Linked DNA regions of Mus musculus: regions 1, 3, 4, 5, 6 and 7 are each linked to region 2. The links are chromatin contacts, called in public Hi-C and promoter capture Hi-C maps. All regions are on one chromosome and are shown on one strand. The core of a region is the stretch at or near the end of the contact, and the rest is flanking DNA. Distances in the headings are between cores, read along the strand shown. Region 1 holds the start of Irgq (immunity-related GTPase family, Q). Region 2 holds the start of Shkbp1 (Sh3kbp1 binding protein 1). Region 3 holds the start of Zfp428 (zinc finger protein 428). Region 4 holds the start of Zfp146 (zinc finger protein 146). Region 5 holds the start of Cadm4 (cell adhesion molecule 4). Region 6 holds the start of Capns1 (calpain, small subunit 1). Region 7 holds the start of Syne4 (spectrin repeat containing, nuclear envelope family member 4).

The links. Promoter capture Hi-C pulls out the DNA fragments that hold promoters and counts their contacts. Hi-C and Micro-C count contacts between places; a contact is called where the count stands out from the background. Capture Hi-C pulls out chosen DNA fragments and counts their contacts.
Region 1: a contact with region 2 is called in a Hi-C map of B cells, with 7 read pairs. The contact joins the promoter of Irgq here to the promoter of Shkbp1 in region 2. A contact is called at or near these places in 2 of 39 promoter capture datasets (cranial neural crest and pre-B cells), 1 of 484 Hi-C or Micro-C datasets (B cells), 1 of 115 datasets of contacts at active chromatin or transcription factors (embryonic stem cells) and 1 of 9 other capture datasets (liver).
Region 3: a promoter capture Hi-C map of second pharyngeal arch cranial neural crest shows a contact between it and region 2. The contact joins the promoter of Zfp428 here to the promoter of Shkbp1 in region 2. A contact is called at or near these places in 2 of 39 promoter capture datasets (cranial neural crest and second pharyngeal arch cranial neural crest).
Region 4: a contact with region 2 is called in a promoter capture Hi-C map of liver, with 4 times the contacts expected there. The contact joins the promoter of Zfp146 here to the promoter of Shkbp1 in region 2. A contact is called at or near these places in 6 of 39 promoter capture datasets (the C10 cell line, cranial neural crest, hippocampal neurons and 2 more).
Region 5: a contact with region 2 is called in a promoter capture Hi-C map of pre-B cells. The contact joins the promoter of Cadm4 here to the promoter of Shkbp1 in region 2. A contact is called at or near these places in 6 of 39 promoter capture datasets (cranial neural crest, hematopoietic stem and progenitor cells, hippocampal neurons and 3 more) and 1 of 9 other capture datasets (liver).
Region 6: a contact with region 2 is called in a promoter capture Hi-C map of liver, with 2.5 times the contacts expected there. The contact joins the promoter of Capns1 here to the promoter of Shkbp1 in region 2. A contact is called at or near these places in 5 of 39 promoter capture datasets (cranial neural crest, hippocampal neurons, liver and 1 more), 1 of 115 datasets of contacts at active chromatin or transcription factors (large pre-B cells) and 2 of 9 other capture datasets (adipose tissue and liver).
Region 7: a contact with region 2 is called in a promoter capture Hi-C map of adipose tissue, with 2.3 times the contacts expected there. The contact joins the promoter of Syne4 here to the promoter of Shkbp1 in region 2. A contact is called at or near these places in 5 of 39 promoter capture datasets (cranial neural crest, hippocampal neurons, liver and 1 more) and 1 of 9 other capture datasets (adipose tissue).

What each region holds. Positions count from the first base shown.
Region 1 is chr7:24,529,311-24,532,396 of GRCm38.p6, reverse strand. It overlaps Irgq (immunity-related GTPase family, Q), which reads right to left and starts at 1,749. Exons shown (of 3, transcript NM_153134.3): 1 at 1,493-1,749; 2 at 482-1,013. The coding sequence starts at 1,011.
Region 2 is chr7:27,354,475-27,357,688 of GRCm38.p6, reverse strand. It overlaps Shkbp1 (Sh3kbp1 binding protein 1), which reads left to right and starts at 1,681. Exons shown (of 18, transcript NM_138676.2): 1 at 1,681-1,818; 2 at 2,063-2,116; 3 at 2,243-2,288; 4 at 2,402-2,475; 5 at 2,905-2,963. The coding sequence starts at 1,733. It overlaps Sptbn4 (spectrin beta, non-erythrocytic 4), which reads left to right. Exons shown (of 36, transcript NM_032610.2): 36 at 239-1,306. The coding sequence ends at 397.
Region 3 is chr7:24,505,523-24,508,730 of GRCm38.p6, reverse strand. It overlaps Zfp428 (zinc finger protein 428), which reads right to left and starts at 1,644. Exons shown (of 3, transcript NM_146183.2): 1 at 1,295-1,644.
Region 4 is chr7:30,167,791-30,171,032 of GRCm38.p6, reverse strand. Zfp146 (zinc finger protein 146) reads left to right here and starts at 1,292. Exons shown (of 2, transcript NM_011980.4): 1 at 1,292-1,374. Gm5113 (predicted gene 5113) reads right to left here and starts at 1,158. Exons shown (of 3, transcript NR_157376.1): 1 at 819-1,158.
Region 5 is chr7:24,480,459-24,483,628 of GRCm38.p6, reverse strand. It overlaps Cadm4 (cell adhesion molecule 4), which reads right to left and starts at 1,606. Exons shown (of 9, transcript NM_153112.3): 1 at 1,467-1,606. The coding sequence starts at 1,530.
Region 6 is chr7:30,193,486-30,196,576 of GRCm38.p6, reverse strand. Capns1 (calpain, small subunit 1) reads left to right here and starts at 1,424. Exons shown (of 11, transcript NM_009795.4): 1 at 1,424-1,571; 2 at 2,476-2,699. The coding sequence starts at 2,491.
Region 7 is chr7:30,313,514-30,316,651 of GRCm38.p6, reverse strand. Syne4 (spectrin repeat containing, nuclear envelope family member 4) reads right to left here and starts at 1,836. Exons shown (of 8, transcript NM_153577.2): 1 at 1,566-1,836; 2 at 1,252-1,390; 3 at 279-422; 4 at 1-79. The coding sequence starts at 1,693. It overlaps Alkbh6 (alkB homolog 6), which reads right to left. Exons shown (of 7, transcript NM_198027.3): 7 at 2,349-2,733. The coding sequence ends at 2,470.

The sequences.
Region 1 (3,086 bases), core at 500-2,999, 2.8 Mb after region 2:
ATAATGCTCTGTAAAGGTTTGGTGTTAACGAAAGGAAGGATGGGAGGGGAGTCACTTGAGAACCAAGCCAATGAGGAGGATGGGAGTGCTGGAGAGGGATCTCAAATGTTACGAGAGATGGGAGTCCAGCATCTTGTCTGACACAAGTATTTGCATATATATATATATATCTGGGCTTGTGATGCCAGAGAGCTTGCACGAAACAGGACCTTTGTGGTGGGCTTTCCAGTTGACCCTTGACGGTGCAGGCTTTAAACGACAGAAAAGTGATCCCTGCTTATGGCAGAGTCTCCATGATCTCAAACTCTGTGCTCATGGGTGTGGTGGGTGCTGTCCTACGCAAATAAGTAGGGTATGGACGAATGGGCAGCCAAGAAAAGCTTGCGTCTAACACTCTAGGAACAGGGCTCGAGAACTTTAAAGACCTCCGTAGCTGAGTTGGATCTAAGGCCACCCCATCCAGCCCGAACTGTCCCCTCACCTCTGCAGCGCCTCCGCCTGGGTCCGCAGCACCACCTGCAGGCGCTCTAGCTCCTCGCAGCGGTCACTGCTGCTGCAATCCGCCGGCGGCACAAAGAGAGGCGCAGCTCCTAACCCAGCACTGTTCAACAAGGCTGCAGTCTCATCCCGGGCTTTAGCTGCATTCTGGGAATCTCCAGGGCGCAGATTCCGGACAGCCAGCAGCGGGGTTCCTCTAGCCAGGGCGGCTCGCGCTGCCTCTCCCAGAGCTGGGGTCAAGGGCTCCTCGCTCCCCTCAGATCCTGGTAGCACCAATACCAGCAAGTTGGCCTCCGCCGCCCAGGGCCCGGGAGCTGCGGGTGGGCAACTCAGCTCACCCAGGAAGAGGCCCGGAGCCGCAGCTCTCAGGCTGGGGACTCCAGAGTCCTGCCGTCCATCGGGAATCTCTACCGTGTCCACATTCTTACCGCATAACGCGGCGATCAGGGCGGACTTTCCCGAGCCGGGAGGCCCCAGGAATAAGGCAGTCACGTCACCCTGAGGCAGAGGCATTGCTGGAAAGCAAGAGGCGGGGAAAGAAATTGGTCAGGGAGCACGTAAGACTTTTTGTTTGCTTCTTTTCTAAGACAGCGTCTCGCTGTGTAGCCCTGGCTGGCCTGAACTCATTACGTAGACCAGGCTGGCCTGACATTCAAGAGATCGATCCTCTCCCCTCTGTCTCCCAGAGTGCTGAGATTAAAGGCGTCGCACTCCCCCACACCAATCAACACCCTCTCCTAACTGATTCACTGTAGATCCAGGCTTCAGTCCTCCAGCCTGTCCTCTACTTCCATTCTCCAGTGTCACGCTGCAGGACCTAGAAACTCAACCCCCAGGGCCTATTCCTGGGAGAGCCAGGTATATGCCCATTCTCCACACGAATGCATTTCTCTATTTAAAAAAGAAGAAACAGAAGAAGGAAAACAAAAACCCTCAAAAACCTGACTGCCAAACTCGAGAATGGTCTTTCCCCTCCCCATTCCAAATCACCAACCGATCAGAGAGGTGACACGCCTGGAGAGCACAGAGGCCCAGCCCCTTAAGACGAGCTGACGGAGGCTGAAGGGGCAGGAGTGTCCGGATTTAGAAACATCCGGACTCCTTCAGGTGGCTCTATACTGACGTCATTCCTTCCAAGACCGGTGTGTCTTGGAGTGCCACTGCGGAGAGGAAGAATTTTTGGCAGCTCCTTCTTTCTAGCTAAGGCTGTTTGGGCAAAGGCACAATAAAACCCATGCGCGTGCGCAGAAAGTTTTGGGGCGGTGCCCCACCAAGACCAGCAACCAATACGCCTGCGCAGTACGTGCAGGGTTTGTACGGCAAAGGGGGACAGGAAGCGATGAGCCCACGCAGTAAGCTTAGCGTTGTACGGAGCACACAACCAACGTCATCATCACGCACCCCTGTACAGAAAAGGACCTCTCCACTTGCCCTTGCGAAGACTTGCCTGCCGTGACTATATTAGTGCCGGACTGCAACCTTGAACCTGACTCGGGGACAATGGTGGTGCAACAGATCACTGGAGTCTGGAGACTAGGAAAAACTATCCCGCTCTCGTCCGGTGGCAGAGCTGTGGCGACCAACTGTCAGGCGCAGCTAAGGGACAGTCTTCGGGGAGGAAAGCAAGAGGCGTCCGTGACCATCAAGAACTAAGAGCAGAAGGCAGTGCATGGGAGCAGCGTGATCCAGAAATGAACTAGTGAACGCGGGCGGCGGTGACTACGGTGAAACAGTAATCAATGTCAGAGAAGGATGTCTCCTGGGAGAAGGCGGGCTCAAGTGTGAGCACCACTGCTTGTGCGGGGGTTATGGTTGACACGTGAGAAACTAGGATGGGGCTGGTAAGAAAGACCAAGAGTTCCACCTTCGAGGGAATTCGGTTTCGTGAAGATGAGGACACAGGGGCTTGAAGACCGAGGTGTCACAAACCCGAGGAGTCTCCCATGTGAGACTGCTGAAGCTTTTCTAGTGAGAGTGTCATTAGAGTTCAGTGAGTGTCAAAAAATAGAGCGAGGCCCACTAAGGTTGGTGGCAGCCACGCCCCCCCCCTCTCTCTTTCATATCAGAACATCGCCCTGAAGACACTGTAGAGGGCAAGCGTCTCCCAAGGAATGGAGTCCAGACAGCCCAGGAGACGACCTCTTTGAGTACTGCCAGAAAGAGGGGTTGGGTGCAGGAGTGACAGACACTAAAGGGACCTCCATATCTCGACGCCCCGCCCTGCTACAGGTGGCCGCAGTGACTACCTGCCAGGAATGACCTCCTCTCATGATCAAAATTATTTCCCTTGATTTGGGCACACAAACAGAAGCAGGACGACATTTAGAGGAATAAAGGGCTGCCAGGCGAAGATTGGGTTGTGGGGTGTGACTGGCAATATCATTACCTGGAATGAGTCCCCAGGGTTCTTGTCCCACTTTCCCCCTAGACTTTCAATATGACTATGCTTCAGTTTCCCGTAGCAAACGTGTGCAACACGGGCTATGGTGGTAGCACACCTTTAATCCCCGAATTTAGGAGGTAGAGGCAGGCCGTTCACTGAGTTTGAAGCCAGCCTGCTCTATAGAGAAAGTTCCAGGACATCCAGG
Region 2 (3,214 bases), core at 432-2,931:
TACTTCATTTGCATTGTTTCTCTCTGCTTGTGGAGGTGGTCTCTGCTTTATAGATAATCCTATTGGTTCTGTTTAAGGGGGTGCATCCACAGAAGTGCTTAGAGAGGAGTCTGGGGCATGTAACTGTTCTTTTATCCTTACTGTCAGCATTATCCTGCTAACAGGAAAGTGAAGCTAGGGAGGGCGGTGTGGTTGAGTTCCTCTTCCAAATATGGACTTGTCCTGCGTCTTCCGTCAGGAGGAGATGAACGGCTGGCTGGAGGCTGTGGCTAACTCCGTGGCAGAACACGCCGAGATCGCCCGATGGGGTCAGACACTACCTACCACATCATCCACAGATGAGGGCAACCCCAAGCGTGAGGGCGGGGAGCGTAGGGCCAGCGGGCGCCGGAAGTGATTCCAGGTACCCTTTCCCCCACCTTGGAGTCTGACAAGTCTCCTTGCCCCTCCTCTCTGCACTGTGGACACAAAGACAACTTCTCATCCGCAAGGGCCGGAATGACTGCGGATGTGCCACTGTGGGCCTGAAATAGAAGGGACTTCTGCACTCCAAGAGGTGGTGGTAGGGGATTGCTGTCCCTATAGCCATATCTCGGTCCCTTCCCGCTCGCCAACCCCACCCCAGGTGCTGGGGCTCCATTCTTTTTATGCAATAACTGAGCTTGGTGGGGCCGGGCAGGGAGCCAGTTGAGCCAAGCTCCCTGCCCAATCGTCAGATCCTGCCCCAAGAAGCTGGAGTGGCGAGGGATCTAGGAGGTGGTGATTTGTTGGCCTCCTCTCCGCCCTAAGGATGGACAACGGGGGCGCTGGTGAGGTCCCCTGGACCATCCAGGGTGCTAGGGGGTGGGGAGGGGACACACTCCCTCCCTGCCTTTACCTCACTTCCAATGCTGCCTTGATCTGTCTGGGAAGAGGGAGGACAGGGGCCCTTAGCCCCTGTACTCCGCCATCTCAGAGCCATGCGGTTAATTCCTGACTTAGTTTATTTTTGCAAAAACGTAGACCCCCCCTCCTTCCCCCCGCCCCGCATCCGCGAAGGCTTTTAATAGGAGGGGAGTCAAAGTTCAAAACTGTCTTCCTCTCTCCTCCCCGATTCTAGCTGTAAATGCCACTTCCCGAGGGGGAGGGGGTGGGAAAGCCCTCCCCCTGCATGCTTCTGGCTGGAGCACCTCCCTGGGACGGAGGGAATCAGGGTTACAGGCAACCCCCGTGGCTGCTTGGAGACGCTGCCAAGGCAGGGGGTGCGGGGCGGTGTGGCAGGCGCACACTGTATGTACCTATAATAAACCCTTTGGCTTTGACAGTCTTCGCTGGTTTGTTCGTGTATCCGAGACAGGATTGGAGGGTGGGCCGGTGTGGGGACGAGGTCGAGAAGGCAGTCTCCTAGACTCTACAAATACCTAAGCCTTGGTATAGGCTCATTTCAAGATCTGCGCACGTACTCCTCAACGAATCGCCTACATTCGTTATGTATTATACCAAAATAAGGGAACCTAGAAAAGGGGGGGGGGAGTTACTAAATCACTCCAAAGGATCCCCAAGTGCGCCCCGTCGAAACCAGGAAAGACCGGCCCTCTTTAAAGAGTCAGAGACCGTAATTGCGTTGAGCGAGCTCTCTGTCCAATCGCCGGTGGATCCTGGAGTCTCTAGGCCAATGAGCAAGAGGAAGAGGCGGGGTCTATGCACACCCGGAAGTGGGTGCGAGCCGGCCGGCTTGCGGGGGGGTGGGGCTATGGCCGTCGCGACGACTGCAGTGGAGGGGGTCCCGAGTCGGGGAGCACCCGGGGAAGTGATTCATCTGAACGTAGGGGGCAAGCGGTGAGTGTGGGAGATCCTCGAGGCCCCATCCTACGGGACCGAGGCGGGATGCCCGCCTCTTCTGGGGGTGGGGGTGGTAGTCCCTGTCCATCAAGAATTGCTCCGCCTCAAGCTGGAGGCTTGGCGCTTGAATAAAAAAGAAAGAAAGAAAGAAAGAAATGCCAAAGGAGAATGCATGAATCTCAGTGGAGGAGGCAGCGTCCTCACCTCTTCTTCTCTTTCCTCTCCTTACCCCATCGCCCAGGTTCAGTACCTCTCGCCAGACGCTTACCTGGATCCCAGACTCCTTCTTTTCCAGGTGATTAGGAGAGTCTGGGGCGAGGGTAGGAGGGAATGAAAGAAGAGGGTGTGGGGAGACCCATTTCTACAATACTCACCTCTGCAACTCGGCCCATGTCTCCTCCTCGGTTTCCCCTTCCTGTAGTCTTTTGAGCGGACGCATCTCAACCCTGAAAGATGAGACCGGAGCTGTGAGTAGGGCTAGATCAAAAAACGGGACTCCGGGTGGGATGGGGGACAGGAGCTCCTACTTATTCCAGGTCTTTTCCATGACCCCCACCTCCATCCCCACCCCACCATGCAGATCTTCATCGACCGGGACCCCACCGTCTTTGCCCCCATCCTTAATTTCCTGCGGACCAAAGAGTTAGATCCCAGGTTGGTATGGGTAAATGGGTGAATTCTGCCACTGTATAAAATCTCTCCTCGAAAAGTAAATGTGTTCCATTCTATTAGAATTATTGATCATGTTATATTCCTTCCATTAAAATATGCCCACACATTTGCACCATTCTTCATCCTTGTTATCTAGATTTTAAAGAAAGTATGTATTTGTTTGTTGGCTTGAGATAAGGCCTTGCTCTGTAGCCCTGGCTGTCTAGAACTCCATCCAGATCAGGCCAGTCTTTATCTCCCATGTCTTGGATTGGCAGGTGTACCCCACCCTCAACCTCCCTAGAATTTTACGCCGGTTGAAACTAGCCAGGCTTCGGTAGTCTCTGGGCAGTTTCAATACCTTTCTCCTTGCAATGTGCTGTTCATGCCTATGCCCTAGATTTTTACACCCAAATCTCCCCTATTACCCAGGGGTGTCCATGGTTCCAGCCTCCTCCATGAAGCCCAATTCTACGGACTCACTCCACTGGGTAAGTGAGAGTCCCGTGCCGTGCCCCACCCCCACCCCAACCCCGCCCCCAGTCAGCACCCTCAGTTATTTCCTGAGCAGAATGCCTCTCCTCTTTGACTCTCCCAGTCAAAAAGACTGTTGGGTTAGAGCTAAGAGCACCGGATTTGGGTCTGGCTCTGAAGGGGTCGGGGTTGCGGGGGAGGGGATAGTTACGTGGAAAGACAGATGAGGAAGGGGACAAGGGTCTGCTTTAGTTTCCCTCAAGATGAA
Region 3 (3,208 bases), core at 395-2,894, 2.8 Mb after region 2:
GCCTGAATTTAGGGCCTGGGGGCACAAACAATGGTAGAAAGCACACTGTTCAAAGCCCAAATGTCAAATTTGCTGTTGGAGGAATGCGGCTGGAGCAAGAGGAGGAGGTGGCATCATTGGATAGGGAATTTACTAAAGACACCTAGATACTGGATCAGGCCTTTGAAGGACCGAGAAATAGTGACTGGCAAGGAAGAGCTCTCATGATTAATCATCAGATGTTGGGCCCCTCTAATTCTGTAGTAATACATTATTTTTGGAAAAACTCGCACCATTCAGCAAAGAAAAACTGAGGACAACTGGTTGTTTCTATTTTAAATATTTAATATATGTGTTCCATGCAACAATACCTAGGATTAGCCATTCCATAAACCCACTCCCCCTTCTTTTTTTGAGATCTGATGCCCTCCCCAAAAGGAAAAAAAAAAAAAAAAAAAAAACAGGTCTAGAATAGCGAATCCTCCTGCCCCAGCAGGAATTATAGGCGCGTGACACCACACTGGGCTTTAACTATTATTCTACTTGACCATCACAGCAAGGATTGTTAGGACTTTTCTTGGGGGTTTACTTGGGGACAGCCATCCCTCTCCAAACCCACATTATATAAAGCTTCTTCCAGAACGTTCCGGATATCAAGTGGAAGCATTAGGACAGGTGGAAGCCAGCTGGGCGTGGTGATGCACCTCTGCGAACTCAGCACTTGGTAAATTATAAATTCTAGGTTGTACTCCGCGATATTGTGGGTCCAAAACCCAGCTACATGAAACCGTATGCCTCAGTTCCCTCAAAAGCAGAGTGGCCAGGACCCCACCCACACATACGCCTCACAGTGCGTGAGTGAACACAATAGATACCTTTCCGCACAACGCTAGGTAGGACTGGGACTCGGACAAACCCCGGTACCAAACAATAAAGATCAGCTCCCACAATGCCCCGTGACAGCGTCCCACGATGCCTCGGGCCTTTAACGACCACCAGGCACCCAAACGCTCCTTGCCCCGGGGCTTCTCACAGAAGGCGTGTGCGACGAAAAAAAAAAAAAAAAAAAAAAAAAAAGTCCCCTCCAGGAGCCCAGGCCCTTCCCAGAATGCCCCAGGCCCAGAACGCCTGGCCCACGGGCTCCCACAATGCCTCGAGGCGAAGCTGTGCTGGGTCCCGAGCCGCGTGCTGGGGAAAGCAAGGGACTCCCGGGCCGGTCACTCGGCCAAGCGGCCGCGGGCTCCCGTCATGCAGCGGGGCTGTATCGCCCGCTTCCCAGCATGCCCCGCGGCCCCCCCCAAGCTCGGACACTCACCGACGCCGGCGGCCCCGGATCAGGCTCGGCGGTGGCGGCTGCACGCCCGGGCACTGCGCCTGCGTTTCGGGAGGCTAGGCGAGCGGGCGAGCGAACGGGCGAACGAGCGAGGGGCGAGCGAGGGGCGCGTGCGCGGTCAGATGGACCATTCCCGGAGGTCGATGGGAAGAGGGGCTCAGAGGATGGCGAAGGCTGTAGAGCTCACGCCGGCGGGGGTGGCGGGCTCTGCCGCTCACGGCCCCGCTAGACTTGGTACAGTCTGCGGCCCGAAGGGTGAAGAAGCTTTAAGAATCGCGCGTGCGTGCGTGCGCGGTAGAGCGAACGCGCCTTATAAATAGTGGATGCCTTGGAATGAGGGGGGAGAGTGGGGGCCTAAATACTCGGCCCGGATCCCCCGGGCTGGAGGCTCGCTCATTTGCATAATCCTAGCGCGGGACAAAGGAAGGCCTCCCGCACTGGAGGATGTGATTTGCATATTCCCGGGAGAGGCTGTTCTTCAGAGCGCAGTGATTAGCATATGGATGGGGAGGGGGGGGGCACCTGGAAAAATAAAGCGCATGCGTGTAGGGGACTGCAGACTTAATCGTGGTGGGCTGGCAACCTTGTCCCGAAACTACCGAAGGTCTGGGACCCCGTTCACGTCCCTGTCACCTAGGATAAATTCCTGGACAGCACGTGGTTTCTGCGTTGCGAGAGATCTGAACCCCCAGTCTAAGGAAAACGAACCACATTTGATTAGACAAATACTTAGAACTGTCAAGACCTGGAAGAGAGAGAGGTAGACGGCAGGAGGCCGTGGATGCCAGAAACGCCTGCCCCAGCTCGAGGTTCTGCAAGGGCTTCCAAGGGCTGATTTTTAAGCCAGGTCTGAACTGGAGCCAAGTAGAATGCCAAAAAGCAGAGGGAATAGCTGATGCAAATTTCCAGAGGCAAAGTAGTGCTTGCATTCTTAGAGGGAGTCAAGGCAGCTTTTCCGTGGAGCACAATTAGAAAGTCTGCTATAGGTGTTTGCTTTTTTATTTCTTTTTTTGTTTTTCTTTCTTTTCTTTCTTTTTTTTTTCTTTTTTGAGGCAGAGTCTCATGTAGCTCAGGCTAGCCTCCAACACCTGGGTCGAAGAAAATGACCTTGAACGCTACCTCTTGAATGTTGAGATTACAGGCATATGGCAGCCAGCCCAGCTCCTGTGGGTAATTTTAAAGGGCCATAACTTCATGCTGACTATTTGTAGCCATCCCTACAGCCCTCTCCTTCCCGAATGCTTTTATCACTAGCAATTTAAAACTCTAGAGTCCCATTACACCACAGAAAAGGAATAGTTGTGTTTTGCTTTGTTTCTGAGAGTCTCCTTGTGTATTCTGGAACTCACTCTAGCTCCGGGTGGTTTTCGTCAACTCCCTGCAGTTCTCCTGCCTCAGCTTCCCAAAGGCTGGGGTGGCAGGTATGCACCTCCCACACCTGGTCTCCCAGTCAAACTTGTGTCCCTGACGCCTCTTCTGGACCCACCCACCGTTTTATCTGGTCCATATCCCCAGCACTTCAAACACAGTAATCCCTTTGCTGTCTCAGGCTTTGATCTTGCCTTTCGATTCATCGGGAAAACCCTTTGTCCCTGCTGCTCCGAGCTCACTCTCTCCTGGTATTGATGCCAATCCGAAGGGCCTTCCTTGATGATACAGCTCCTGCAGATTGAGTGATTTAGGGAAATTGACACAGCACTGGTCTCAATAAATGCAGCGCTCTGGGTGGAAATGGGGTGGAGGGTGCCTGGGGCTTTGGAGTTCTTTAAGTCTCCTCACTCTGCATGAAAATTTCCATAACAAAATAAAACAGTACCCACCCAACCCCCCACCGCCGCACGCGTGTGCGTGCGTGAGTGTGTATGTGTGTGTGTGTTTATTTTATTCAGGCAGGGT
Region 4 (3,242 bases), core at 43-2,542, 2.8 Mb before region 2:
CCTTGTAGTCTGATCACTGCTACACACTCCCAGCTAGTTCATCTGAGAGGTTTTGGAAATGCTTGTCTCTGAATTCTGTAGGAGCTTGGATTACAGGATAATTACAAACACAGTATGACAACTGACTTGTGCCACAAGAACTTTACCCACCTAGGCATCCCAGTCAGTTTGCTTGCCACTGTGGTACAATCACTTCCCTAACATCCCTAAAGGTCCTCCTTACATAGTCACAATCACACATGGTGGCACGCAGAAGGCACAGTACTCTGCATCATCCAGCCATAACTGAACATTCACTCAGGGGCCAGTCACTCTTTAGCAAAGATAGTCCACACCCGCATACACACAGTATTACACACTGTCACAAAGTCCTCCTCCTTCTTTCTCCCTTCTCTCCAAGAACACAAGGATACTCACGCACTGCCGACGCAGAGCCACGGACACAGAACACTGCACACAGTACTACACAAGGTCACTTAACCCAGAGATACACAGTCACAGCTACAACTATATCCACACAACCCCAGGAATAAAGGTTATCGAGCACACAACACACTACAGGACCACGGGATACCACTTCCACAACCACAAGATCCCGGAACACATAACATCACATATGTTTGCACAGCAACAATCAGATATACACCTTGGAGACAGGTGATTACAACAGCACACTACTTGTAAGCACTGACAACCGGTCACCACCACAATCAAAACCACAATTAGAATCCCGCAGCCCAGTCCTGCTTCAGCGTGCACAACCCCGTTCAGGACACGCCTGTTCCCCACCCCCGTTCAGTACTCCCCAGACCATTTACCTTGGGTCTCAGTAGAAGGCGCGCGCATCCTGCTTCAGCCAAAGGTAAAGGTTTCATCAAAGTTGAGCTACAATGTCAGCTCGCTATGGACTCTGGGAAACGTAGTCCATAGCCACATCAGCCCCGGACAAAGATGGTGTCCTTTCACCTTGGGGTCTGGGCTCAGTGTATTATTGAGACGCCGCCCGTGAAGTACCAAAGAGGAAGTCCCCACTCCAAACATCTTACCAGGCGTGAGCTTATTTGGGTCCAAGTGACAACAATCTACTCTAAGAAACCCCAAATCACAAGAGGCGGCCAGGTTTGTGCGTGGGAGACGGATAAGCAACCCGCAGTGCCTTGTGGGAAGTGTAGTCCAAAGTCGTAAAAGCAGTATTGCTGATAATAGACAACAGCCTGGCTAGGCTTCAGTGAACAAGCCCTGAGATGTCGCGGAGACTTCTGGGAGTGCTCACTCACTCCCTGAGTGCGCAGACGCAGGGGCAGCGAGTGGACATTTTGGTCTTTGTCCGCGGGTCAGCACGGCCGTCGTGTCCACGTGGCGCCAAAGTAGGAGGTGGGATCTGGGCGTCCTGGGTCGGTGGGTTCGGGAGGTTGGAGGGCAGTGTTTCCGATCTTTGGAGGTGTAGCGCGGGGTTCAGGGAGTGGGCTGAAGAGCATTGGATCTTGGTGAAGGCGGAGGTGGGGGCCTCTGAGGAAAGCTTGAGCGTTTGAGACCGAATTTGACTGCAAAGTTTGACCCACTATTTGGAATGATTGAGTGGGTGTGGAGCTGGGTGTAGGATTGTGGGTGGCTATGCTTCACGAGGCAATGAGGAGACCCATGTTGAAGTATCACGTCTGCGCGGTAGTTCCCGAGTCGAAAGTGCTGATAATTATAACGGGGCCATCTTCCCGAAGAGCATCCGTTTTATTTGATTACTTGAAAGGTGGGATGAAGCTAAGGGTTAAATACTTTTAAAACTGTATTTATTGATGGTGAGTTTTATACGCAAATGCATTTCGTGATATGTGCAGAAAGCCTTAGTAAACATGTTTAGATTTTAAAAGACGATCTGTGTACTAAAACGCGGTTGTTTATGAATGGAGGTAGAATACAGATTACTCTGTCATGCTTAATTAAGGAAACATTTGGTTTGGAATTGTTTGTCCCGGGGGTGCCAGCCATAGACTTCATTTCTGATTTTTGAGGTACTTTAATAGAGCTGTTAGGCAAATTCGAGTTTCGGTTTGAAGAGCGTCATTTCACTAAAAACCCAGGATTAAGGGGTCTAATTTAGATTTAGGTTAGGCACAGTTCCTCATTTAAAGCATATATATATATATATATATATATATACATTTATTTGTGTGGGCATGCTTGCCACAGTCGGTTCTGTCCTCCATCATGTGGGTTTAGGGTCGGAATCCAGGTTGTCAGCCTTGGAAGCAAAGCGCCTTTGCACACCCCCCCCCCCAAGCTCTCTCACTGGTCCATGTTTTTAGTTTTTTGAAAAAAACTTAGTGATTACTGTGCTATATCGTAGATGTCATAACTCCTTCACGAGTACAGTTCTGTGAATTGTGTAGCACATGTGAAAAACTACTTCTCCCTGCTGTGGCAGTCATTAAAGACATCCGCAGCTTTGGCTTTTCTCCTAATGGTAAAAGTTAAGCAGTACCTGATTAAGATTTGCAAGTGGGTAGCTTTCAAATTTATGAATAGCTGCCACTAGTTGATACATTGTAAAAACAAAAAACAAAAAAACGAAACAAAAGTAGTTTTTTAAATATCACTGAAGCTGGACACATACACACCTTTAATTCCCAACACTTGGGAGGCAGAGGCAGTTGGATCTCAGAGTTTCAGGACCCCTTAACTACACAGAGAAACCCTGTCTTGAAGAACAAAAACAAAATGACAAGAAATCCCCCAAAGAAAAGCAGCTAGAATGTGAGGGTTTGCTTGTTGCAATTTTTTGGAGGTAATGTGTATTGACTCTTGACTGGGCTATATCCCTAGCCCACAGTTCTGGAAATTGATGCTACAAATGTATCTACTATGTTTGAGTGAAACAATACAGACACAAGTTTGCTCGTGACAGCAAAGTTTAGCCTAGAAAAGTATTAGAAACATTTCATGCTCATCCATTAAAGGATGGTTCGGTTGACCTATGATAATAAGCTTATCCAGTGGTCGTGCAGAAGAATGAGGAGGGAGCTTTATATAGACACTGAAAGGTCTCAGACATAGTAGGACAAGGTTCAGAATATAGACTTGTCAGGAATAAGGTAGCTGTCTTTGAATTTCTTTCTATTGGGGAAAAAGCTTCAGGATAGATAGATGTGTGTGTATACACACACACACACACACAGAATGATTGTTACTGTGGGATAGGGGGTACTAGAATGGATAGGCCAAAGGCAAGTAACCCCATTTACTTT
Region 5 (3,170 bases), core at 357-2,856, 2.9 Mb after region 2:
ACAGAAGTCTGCAGAAGAAAGGCAGAACTTCTAAGGTCGGCTTTGCCCCCAGCCTTGTCCTCAGCGGCAACCCTTGCTTGGGGTGGCAGGTGTGGCAGCACTCAACTTAGAAGCTCCCTCACATTGTCAGACATGGATCCGGTTCAACACTCTCACTGGATAGAACTGGAGCCAGGAAAGAGGGCTGGGCCACCTGGTCCCAATTCTCAACTCCCTATAGGAGACCTCAGCCCTGCCTTTGCTCACCAGCAGCCTCCCCATGATGGATTCCTGGGCAAAGTAACTTGACCCACCGCAGGGGAGTGTCCCATGGTGGATATAAGAAACACAGGGTTCTAAGTGTGAGCATTCAGGTGACATTTCCTGACCTTGTCCCCAGCCTCAGGGTCACCGTGTCTTGGGTGGGGGCTGGGGGGTCCTCCAGATTCCCATAGTGAGTGAGAAAGACATGTGGATGTCCTGGAGGGGGCTCTTCTGTGAAGTGTGGCTTGGATGTGTGAACGGGTGGGAGGGTTTGGGGGAGACATTTGTGGAATCCACGTGTGTGCTCACATGCCAATGTTCCCTATATGCCACTTCACACATCTATACTGTCACTGCCCTGCCTGACACCACTCTTCTCCAGGAGCGAGGAGGGATACAGAGATGGGAAAAGGAGGATGGAGGATGCATGGAGAGAGGAAGCAGATTTGGGGGAGAGGGAGACAGTGGGGTAGAGAGGAGAAAGGAGGCAGCTAGGCAACAGAGGCTGCTAGAGAAATGGGAGAATGATAGGGGACAGAGAAGGGAAGAGATACAGGATGTCAAGGAGACGGGGAGAGAGATGGTGAATGGGGACATAGAGGGACGACAGCAGCACAGGAGGCGGCAGAGTGAATAGAGGATGGGGGGCAGGCAGAGTGACCCAGGAAAAAGGGACAGAGGTGGGGGACAAAGGCGGCGTGGAGAAACGGGAAGGGGGAAACAAGGAGAAAGGAGGACAGAGGGAAGGAAGGACAGGACTTGAAGACTGAGGGACAGAGGACAAGGGCTGGGGGAAAATGAGAGAGAGAGAGAGAGAGAGAGAGAGAGAGAGAGATCTAAAGACTAGGACCGAAGGACAGTGGGACCGGCCTGGAGAAGGAGGGCTTGGGGACATAGGGGGAGGGAGGGTCTCGGGCCCTTTGTCCCCGCGGGATCGGGGCCTGTGCGGGGTGGGGGGGCTGCGGCACGGCGGCCGGGGCCCGCGTCCCCCCTCCCCTGCCCGCGGCTCTGGGCTCCTGGCCCGCGCTGCGCTTTGTCCCGGGGACGAGGGTCTCCCGCAGCCCCCCCCCCCCACGCAGCGCATTGTTCCGGCCTCTGCAGGCCCCCAGGCGACCCAGCTGTCACAGCGACGAGACCCCCTCCCCAACCCGACCGCAATACGCACACCTCCCTCGTCACCCCGATCCAGCCCACCGACCCGGCCCCCACCTCCGTCACCCTACCTGGCCCCGCCGCGGCCGCCCACAGCAGCAGCAGCGGCCACTGGAAGCGCCGGGCCCGGCCCATGGTGCCGCCGCCGCCGCCGCCACCGCCGCCGCCACCGCCGCCGCCGCTCGCTCCCGGCCCGGCACCTGCACCTCCCGCGCCGTCGACCCCGCCCCCGAGTCCAGTCCCGCCCTCTGCTCCGCCCACTGCGCGCCTTGGTGGGCGTGGCGTCAGCTAAGGGGCGGGGACCGGACGGGGACAGAGGGGCCCAGACAATGCGGGGAGAGGGAGGACGGGAGCGCGGAAGGGCGCGCACGGGGGTGGGAGAGCAGGACAGCATGCGGACCCGGGCGCGAGGGCAGGGCGTGAGCGTGACGGCGTCGTGGGAGCCAGTGGGGGAGGACTTGGGAGAGCGGAAGGTCGTGAGGGTCGTGTGAAGGTGCAAAGGTGTGCGTGCGTGTGCGCGCAGGCGTAGCCTGGACTAGCGGAGCTCCCTAGAGGACGCTGCACGGGAGACACGGGGAAGATGCGCAGGAGATGCACCGGAGTGTGCGCGGAAGATGCACGAGAGATGCGTGGGAGAGGCGCGGGAGATGCACGGGGGAATGTATAGAAGACACACGGGAGATGCGGGGAAGATGCACGGGGGTTGTGCAGAAGCTGCTTGGGAAACCCATAGGGGGTGCGTGGGAGATGCTTGGGAGATGCGCGAGAGGGCGATGCTCGGAAGCGCGCGAAGGTGCGGGGTGCTGGCGTGTGCTGTGAGTGTGAGCTTTGGGGGAGAGGAGTGTGATGATGCCACAGTGAATGTGGGCAGGGAAAGACTGAGAGGCTGGGCAGCAGCGGGTGGCTGAGCAGGTATGGACTTCTTTGGGCAGGGCATAGAATAGTGTCCGCTCCCTCCCTCTAGTCCTGACCATGACTCGCCAAGTTTCAGTCTTCTTTCCCTGGGAGGGGCCTCCAGAAAGCTAACCAGACTGGAAGGAAGTCTTAACCCTAGGCCCTGGGGAGAGCGAAGCCCCTGCCTGGGGCAATCTTCCAGGTATGGCATCCAGACGCTGTACTCTTTCCCACACTGTCCAGTCAAGTCTGTCTGTGTGACTCTGCCTTTCAGGTTCTGTTCCTCATCCTGGGGGGCTGACTCATCCCTCCAAACTTTGCTCTCTTTTTTCTTCTTGGGTGTGGGTTCCCCTGAACCCACCCCTGTGGCCACCTGAAGGCCTGGAGCAGGCTTATGACTCATAGGACCAAGAAGAGGAAGAAAGTGAGGTGCTGGTGGCCTCTGCCTCTCACAGGACTCAGGGACAGCAGGTAAACTGGGTCAACATATGCCCATTCTGAAAAGCTCGGCTTTTTATTTTCTCTCCATCACTTCTAAACTGTTGTATATCCAGGTCAACCAAGGGTCATCATCACATGACACACTTCCTGTCCAGTGCCTAGCTCCCAGCATCCTCTCTGTCTTTAGTCCCAAATTCATCAACTCTTATGTCAGGACCAAAACTCCTAGCATCTTGTTTCAAGGACCAAGGCTCCCAGCAGCCTCTCTGTTCTCTACCGTAGCTCCATATCCACCCACAGCTGTGAGCAGCTGCATTTCTTCCCAATTCTCGGCTCACCACGTAGATTAGGGGACGGAGTACAAAGCCGCTCATCTCTGTGATGCGAGCGAGGTGAGAGACTGTTTCGGGAATACTTGTTCAGGGTCTATTAACCGGTTT
Region 6 (3,091 bases), core at 175-2,674, 2.8 Mb before region 2:
TCAAGCCTTGGGTGGATGTGAGGACAAAGAGGTCTTCCCAAATGAGAGATGTCTGAGCTCTGGTCCAAAGTGGAGGACACAGACAGTCAAGTCCAAACACAGGAGTATTTGTAGGCAGAGGACAGGGCTTATGCCAGCGAGTTGAGCCTGAGGTCAGACTGCTCAGTGTGGCAGGGAGGGGTGTGGCAGAGAGGGAATCCACATTAGTCATCACCAAATGATTTATCCGCTAAGGCTTAGGCCTGGGTCGCCACCCTCTGTGCTCCCGCCTTTTAGAGTTTCCGGTTTCGACAGGTTAAATCTTGCTTCACACACACACACACACACACACACACACACACACACACACACACACACACAGGTTTGAGCAATGATTACCTGGCCTGGTCCCAGCAAGCCCTTAGGTGGCGTTAGTGCAATTACGGTCTTGTCTGCTGAGATCTTATTTGACTGATTATCATATTAAGTTATCGGAGATTCTTTGAACAGGTAAAGCAGACTGGTTGTTTAACCTCAGTTTACTTATACATAGAATGGGGACAATAACAGACCTATCCCACAGGCCTGCTTCGAGGACACACAACCTAGTGAGTGGAGAGTATTTAGGGACCGGCAGGTATTTGTCGATGTTGTTTAAGGATGAGCAAGAGTAAACGAGCTAAGGGAACCAGGTGAGCTCCCAGCTGAGGGAACAACATGGCGACATAGGGACTAACAGAAGAGCTGCCATTTACTATGTATTTATCACTTAATTCTGATAGGGGCTTACCCTAGTGTCCTCTAGGGTCTCATGTAGCCCAAGCCGGTCACAAACTTGTTATGTACTGAGAATGGCTGCCTGCCCTCACCTCCCAGTGCTGGTTTTACAGGTGTGTGTCATCACGCCTGGCTATGTTCCCGCCTTACACATGAGGAGGTCATTACTCAGAGACACCAGGTCACTGTTTTAGGGATGAGCAATAAAGACTCAAACCGAGGTTTATATAGTTCCTAGGGAGTGGCCAGACAGCCAGACTAGAAGCCCAACAGCGACCTGGGTGAGAGGCACAAACTGATGGTAAACTTAAGATGTAGATTCCTAGCATTCGGGAAACAGAAGCAGGAGGATTGTTTCAAGTTCGAGGTTAGCTAGGGCTTTAGGTCATCATTTAGAGGATGTTTAACAAACCTCTGTCTCAAAGTGCACAATGAATGAATGAATGAATGACAACTGAAGTCCTTTTTTGCAACTATATACTGCAACGGTGACCGGGTACCCTGTATCTAGTTCCTGGAGGCTCCAGTACCTGGGCGTTAGAATAATTTATTCGTACTCAAAGCTATTTAATCTGGACAGCGTTGAATTTCCAGCAGTGTGTGTATGGGGACGGATGAGCTAAGCAGAGACTTGCAACCATAACCCTCCCGCGCAGGCGCAGTCTGCAATGGAGGCTCTAGGACCGCGCAGACGACGGCTGGGTGGCGGCAGGGTCTAACCCGGAGTAGCTGCCTGAGTCACCGGCCCCGCCCTCCCGAACCGGACACAGCGGAGGCCCTGCAGCAGGCGAGCAAGACCGCGGACCGCCGGATCCGTAAGTGAGACGGGACACTCCAGTCCAGCACCCCTGCACCCTGTAGATCCGGAATCCGTAGTCCTCAGATCTGGCGAGACCCTAAAGTCTTGGCCCTTGGGGGGTCCTAGGACCGGTGTTCTCAGATTCGAACCATCGGGCCTGTCAGCCCCTCCAGAACACTCCTTACCATCCCGGATCTGACGACCAAAAAATATAAGCCCAAAGATCAGAGAGATACCCGGAAATTATTTTGGGCGTCTAGAACCACAATCCGAGATCGTGGTTCCCATTTGCGGTGGGAAGAACTCCGTTATCCAGGATCCTCCGGGCGCACAGCCATAATTTTTGGCCGGAGCCCACAGATCCCGTAGTGACAGTGTAGTCCCTCTGTCGAGAGTATCTGAATGTCTTAATCCACATTAGGAACTTCCTGGTCAGCCCTGGGTCATCCCTACCCTGAGCTTAATTTTGGAAGGCCTGGATCTGAGACACGTTCGGTTTTACACACCTTAGGGTTTCTACACGAGAATCCCCTGTTTTCCCGCTGCCTCAAGACAGGGTAAAGCAGGCAGGCGCTGTAGCCGAGGCTGGCCTTGAACTGGTCCTCCAGCCTCAGCCTCCCAATTTCTGGGATTACAGTAGAGCGCTACCACGCACGCCCAGCTGTACCCCTGTCCTCATGCCTATATATATGCAGTCAAGCCTGGGCCAGGGTACTTTCTAGACCCTAGGAGGTTTCACATCTCCTATCACCTGTCCAGACCCCTAGCTAGAGGCTCTGTCCCCATCTCGAGGCCTTAGTTTCCTCCCCAATCTAGTTGCCGGAAATGCTTGCTTTTTTTTTTTTTTTTTTTTTTTTTTTTGCGGGAAGGGCTGGGCTCCTGGCAAGGCCACTACCCGACCCACCCCTTTTACTTTACAGGACTCAGCTGCGATCATGTTCTTGGTGAATTCGTTCTTGAAGGGCGGCGGTGGCGGTGGGGGAGGCGGGGGTCTGGGCGGGGGCCTGGGGAATGTGCTCGGAGGCCTGATCAGCGGAGCTGCTGGCGGCGGCGGCGGTGGCGGTGGAGGCATGGGACTGGGAGGAGGTGGCGGAGGCGGTGGAACTGCCATGCGCATCCTGGGCGGAGTCATTAGCGCCATCAGGTAAGGCGGGGCCTGAAGGGGCGGGGCGGGCCAAATAATAAAGACTCACTTAGAGTCCGACCTGAGAATTCTTAATTAGTCTGGGCTGATCCATACCGGAAAACTGGCCCTAAGGGGATTCTAGCGAGGCTGGTGTCACTTTTTAGTACCAGGATTAGTAAACCTGCTTCTGTGGGTCAACAAATAGGATGCAGTTTCTTGGGGATAGGGGCTCTTCTGTGTTTGGGGAAGGTGCAATTCTATAGGATTGTATCCAGCCTTCACTGGGGGCGCAGCCAGTGGATCTAAGGCTGTCCATGGCTTAAGATTTGAGCGAGGTGGAGCTTGCTGTTTTAGGAGAGATCAGAGTCCCCAAAGAAGAAATGGTCCAGAGAAGGTTGTGTGGGGTCTGG
Region 7 (3,138 bases), core at 587-3,086, 3.0 Mb before region 2:
TCCTCTCTGCCAGGCCCTCACCAAATGCAAGCAATGCATCCACGCGCTCAGCGGCCCCTCGTAGCTCTGCCTGCAGGGCCTGGAACACATGGCTAGACACTCTCACATACGACAGTGATACCAGACCCCACCCCCACCCCAGAACCTGGAGTTATTTTGTCTTTCATGTCCTGTGCAGAAGTCAGAATATGCAATAAACCCACTTTCTATTCAAGAAAGCTTACACCCATACCAAGGACTCTACCCACTCCCCTATAACCTGGCCTCCCACTGCCTACCTGCATCTGGACAATCCTGTTGTGGGCCAGCGTCCAAGACCCAAGGCCTCGTTCCAGGTCCTGCAGCCGGAAGTTCAACCTCAACAGACAAAGATGTAGACTGTCCTGTTCAGCTTCTAGTACTTCCAAACCAGAGTCAGAGTGCTGGAGATTCCAGGGGACCAAAATCAGGGCCAATGGGCCAAGACACTACCCCTACTCCCAAGCAGGCTGCTGCCTTGTGGATGTTTCTCTGAAGCCACACCCATTCGAGAACCAACATTTGGGCTGCTCCCACTTGGCAGCCCTTTACACCAAGGCTGAAGACATCTAATTTAAGATTTCCAGGTTCCCGAGCCTTCTAGAAAGGTCTTTATATGGGTCTAAACTAGGAAGGATAATGGAGCAGAGTACCCCCAAAAGGAATGGGGTTATTAATAAAATTCTCATTTCCTACTTGGTAAAACGTGGAAATATGTCCAGCTTGGAGATGATAAAATGTAACTCCAGTTCTCTGAGGCAAGAGAACTGAAAGTTCAAGGGCAGCCTGAGCTACACAGTGAAAGCATATCTCAAATAAGGAGGTCGGGGGAACCGGGGAGATGGCTCAGTTGATAAAATGTTTGCTGTACAAGCAAGTGCTCAAAGAACCAAGCATGTGGCACCGGCTGGTCAGTGACTGGAGGCAGATTCGTGGCGCTCACTCACCAGCCACCCTAGCCAGGTTCAATGGGAGACTCTGTCACATAGTGGAAAGTGACTGAGAGACACTGGCACCGGCACGCATGATGTGCCTGTATCCCTGCTCACACTTAGGCACACAGAGTAAATACACAAAACGATTAAAAATAAGTGAAATACTGATTGGCAACCAGATGTCCTTACGGTGTCCCTTCCTCCACAGCACCCCCCAGAATCATATCATCTGAGCAAGGGGCAGATTCCGGGGGACAGACAGGAAGTGGGACTGGAACAGAGGGTGTGCTCAGCTCACCTCACAGGGCTTGCCCCCGTCTTGATGCTCATGGGAAGAGGCCAGGGGGAGTCTTGAGGGGCTGGTGGCAGACTCAGTGCTCTTCAGTTCACCCATGCAATGCTCAGGCAGGCCCAAGGAGGCCTGGACCTGCTCTGGCCTAGAGAGGAGAAAGGTTGATGGGCCACCTGTGAGGCACAGTGTCTCCTTTTCCACCTCACCATATGCCCACTTTTCTCCATGTCCTTCTTCAGTCAGTCACACATGGCCCTTCCCACAGACCCCTCCCTCCCTCCCTCCCTCCTTCGGAACCACTATCAAGCCCCAGTCCCCACCTGCTTGTCTCTTCCTCAGGTGCAGGGCAGATGGTCCCTCCGACAACATCCAGCTCTCTAGGAGCTGCCAGGGGACAATTCACAGGCTCTGGCGGGAATTCACGGCCAAGAGGTGGAACCAGGGCCATGGCCGTGCACTTGGGGATCGTCAGGTGAGGATGTCCAGTAACAGCAGCCGCTTTCTTAGACAGTCCAGACCCCCATGCTTTCTCAGCAGGACTCACAGCCTAAGTCCGAGGCTACTGAGGGGCCCAGGGGCCAGCCTAGCTCCACCCCTTCCTGGAAGAACCTGGACTAGAGAAATCTGATGCCTGGCTGAGGTGCGGAGGCATTTAACTCCTTCCTCCCCAGCAGGAGAACCTAAACCTTCCAATACCACCCGCTCGCCATCGTGGGGCTTTGAGAGAAAACGTCACCCATCTCAAGACCTTGGATCCTGTCACCTTCAGGGACACCTGTGTCTCAGGGCCCGTCCCATTCATTTAAAGTCTCAGGTATAAGGATACTGAAAAAAAGTCCCAGCACCTGGCAGCTAAAGCCTGTCACCTCAGGCAAGCTGGTCTCAAGTTCAAGGCCAGCCTAGGCAACTTATGGAAGCCCTATTGCAAAACTAAAAAATAATGCAATTGTTGCCTGGGTTGTAGTTTAGTGGTACAGCATTTGTCTAGCATCCAAGAAGCCCTAGGTTCTATCTCCAGTATTGAAGGGGGAGGGGGGGGCAGAGAGAAAGAAACTGAAGTATCTCTTCCCATCTAGTTAAAAAAAAAAAAATCCAAAACGAGTAAAGGTATTTTCTGTTTATTTGGAATGGTGTCTTCTCCATGGTTTCCATAGTTACTGGGGAAATAAATAACCCTGGACAGCTACCTCTGCCCTAGGGTTCCAAGGTCTTAGAACCTGGTGGTCACTTGCTCAGCAGGAGGCTGGCGCGCAGCACACGGGGCACGCGGCGAATGGTCAGTGAGACACGGGTGCCGCGCACCAGGTGGGCTCCGGGCAGCGCTGACTTGCAAGCGGTGGCATTGGGTGGCAGCGAGGTGGCGTCCAGCTCATCCACACGGGTAGCTGAGATGCCGTGGAGCAGGCGTGTGTAAGCTGTGCCCCGGAGCACCAGCAGGCTCCGTGGTTCCACCAGCAGCGAGGTGATGGGCCGTTGAGGAGGCCTGGGCTGCGGGAATCAGTTGATAATGGTAAATGGATATCCAGAGTTTGGGAGTGTGTGAAAAGTCAGCGGGCATCCGTAGCTGGTCAGGGGACAAGGGTCAGCAGGCCCTCAGGAGTGGTAATCTATAGGTTCTGGGGACAAGACTATTGGCCCGCCGTGTGTGTGTGTGTGTGTGTGTGTGTGTGTGTGTGTGTGTGTCCAGTTCTTTGGGAGGAGACAGGGCCTATGCTGCATTTTAAGACATAAAGGGCTACTACATTGTGGGAGCTTCAGCTGGCATCTGAGGGGCTGGGACAGACATGGGCAGTCCTAGGGATACTTACGCAGAGCTAATCTGGGGGTGCACTGCTGGGGTCAGGCTCTAATACAGAGGTTAAAGGGAATGGCCTATCCCGGGACTCTGGCTGT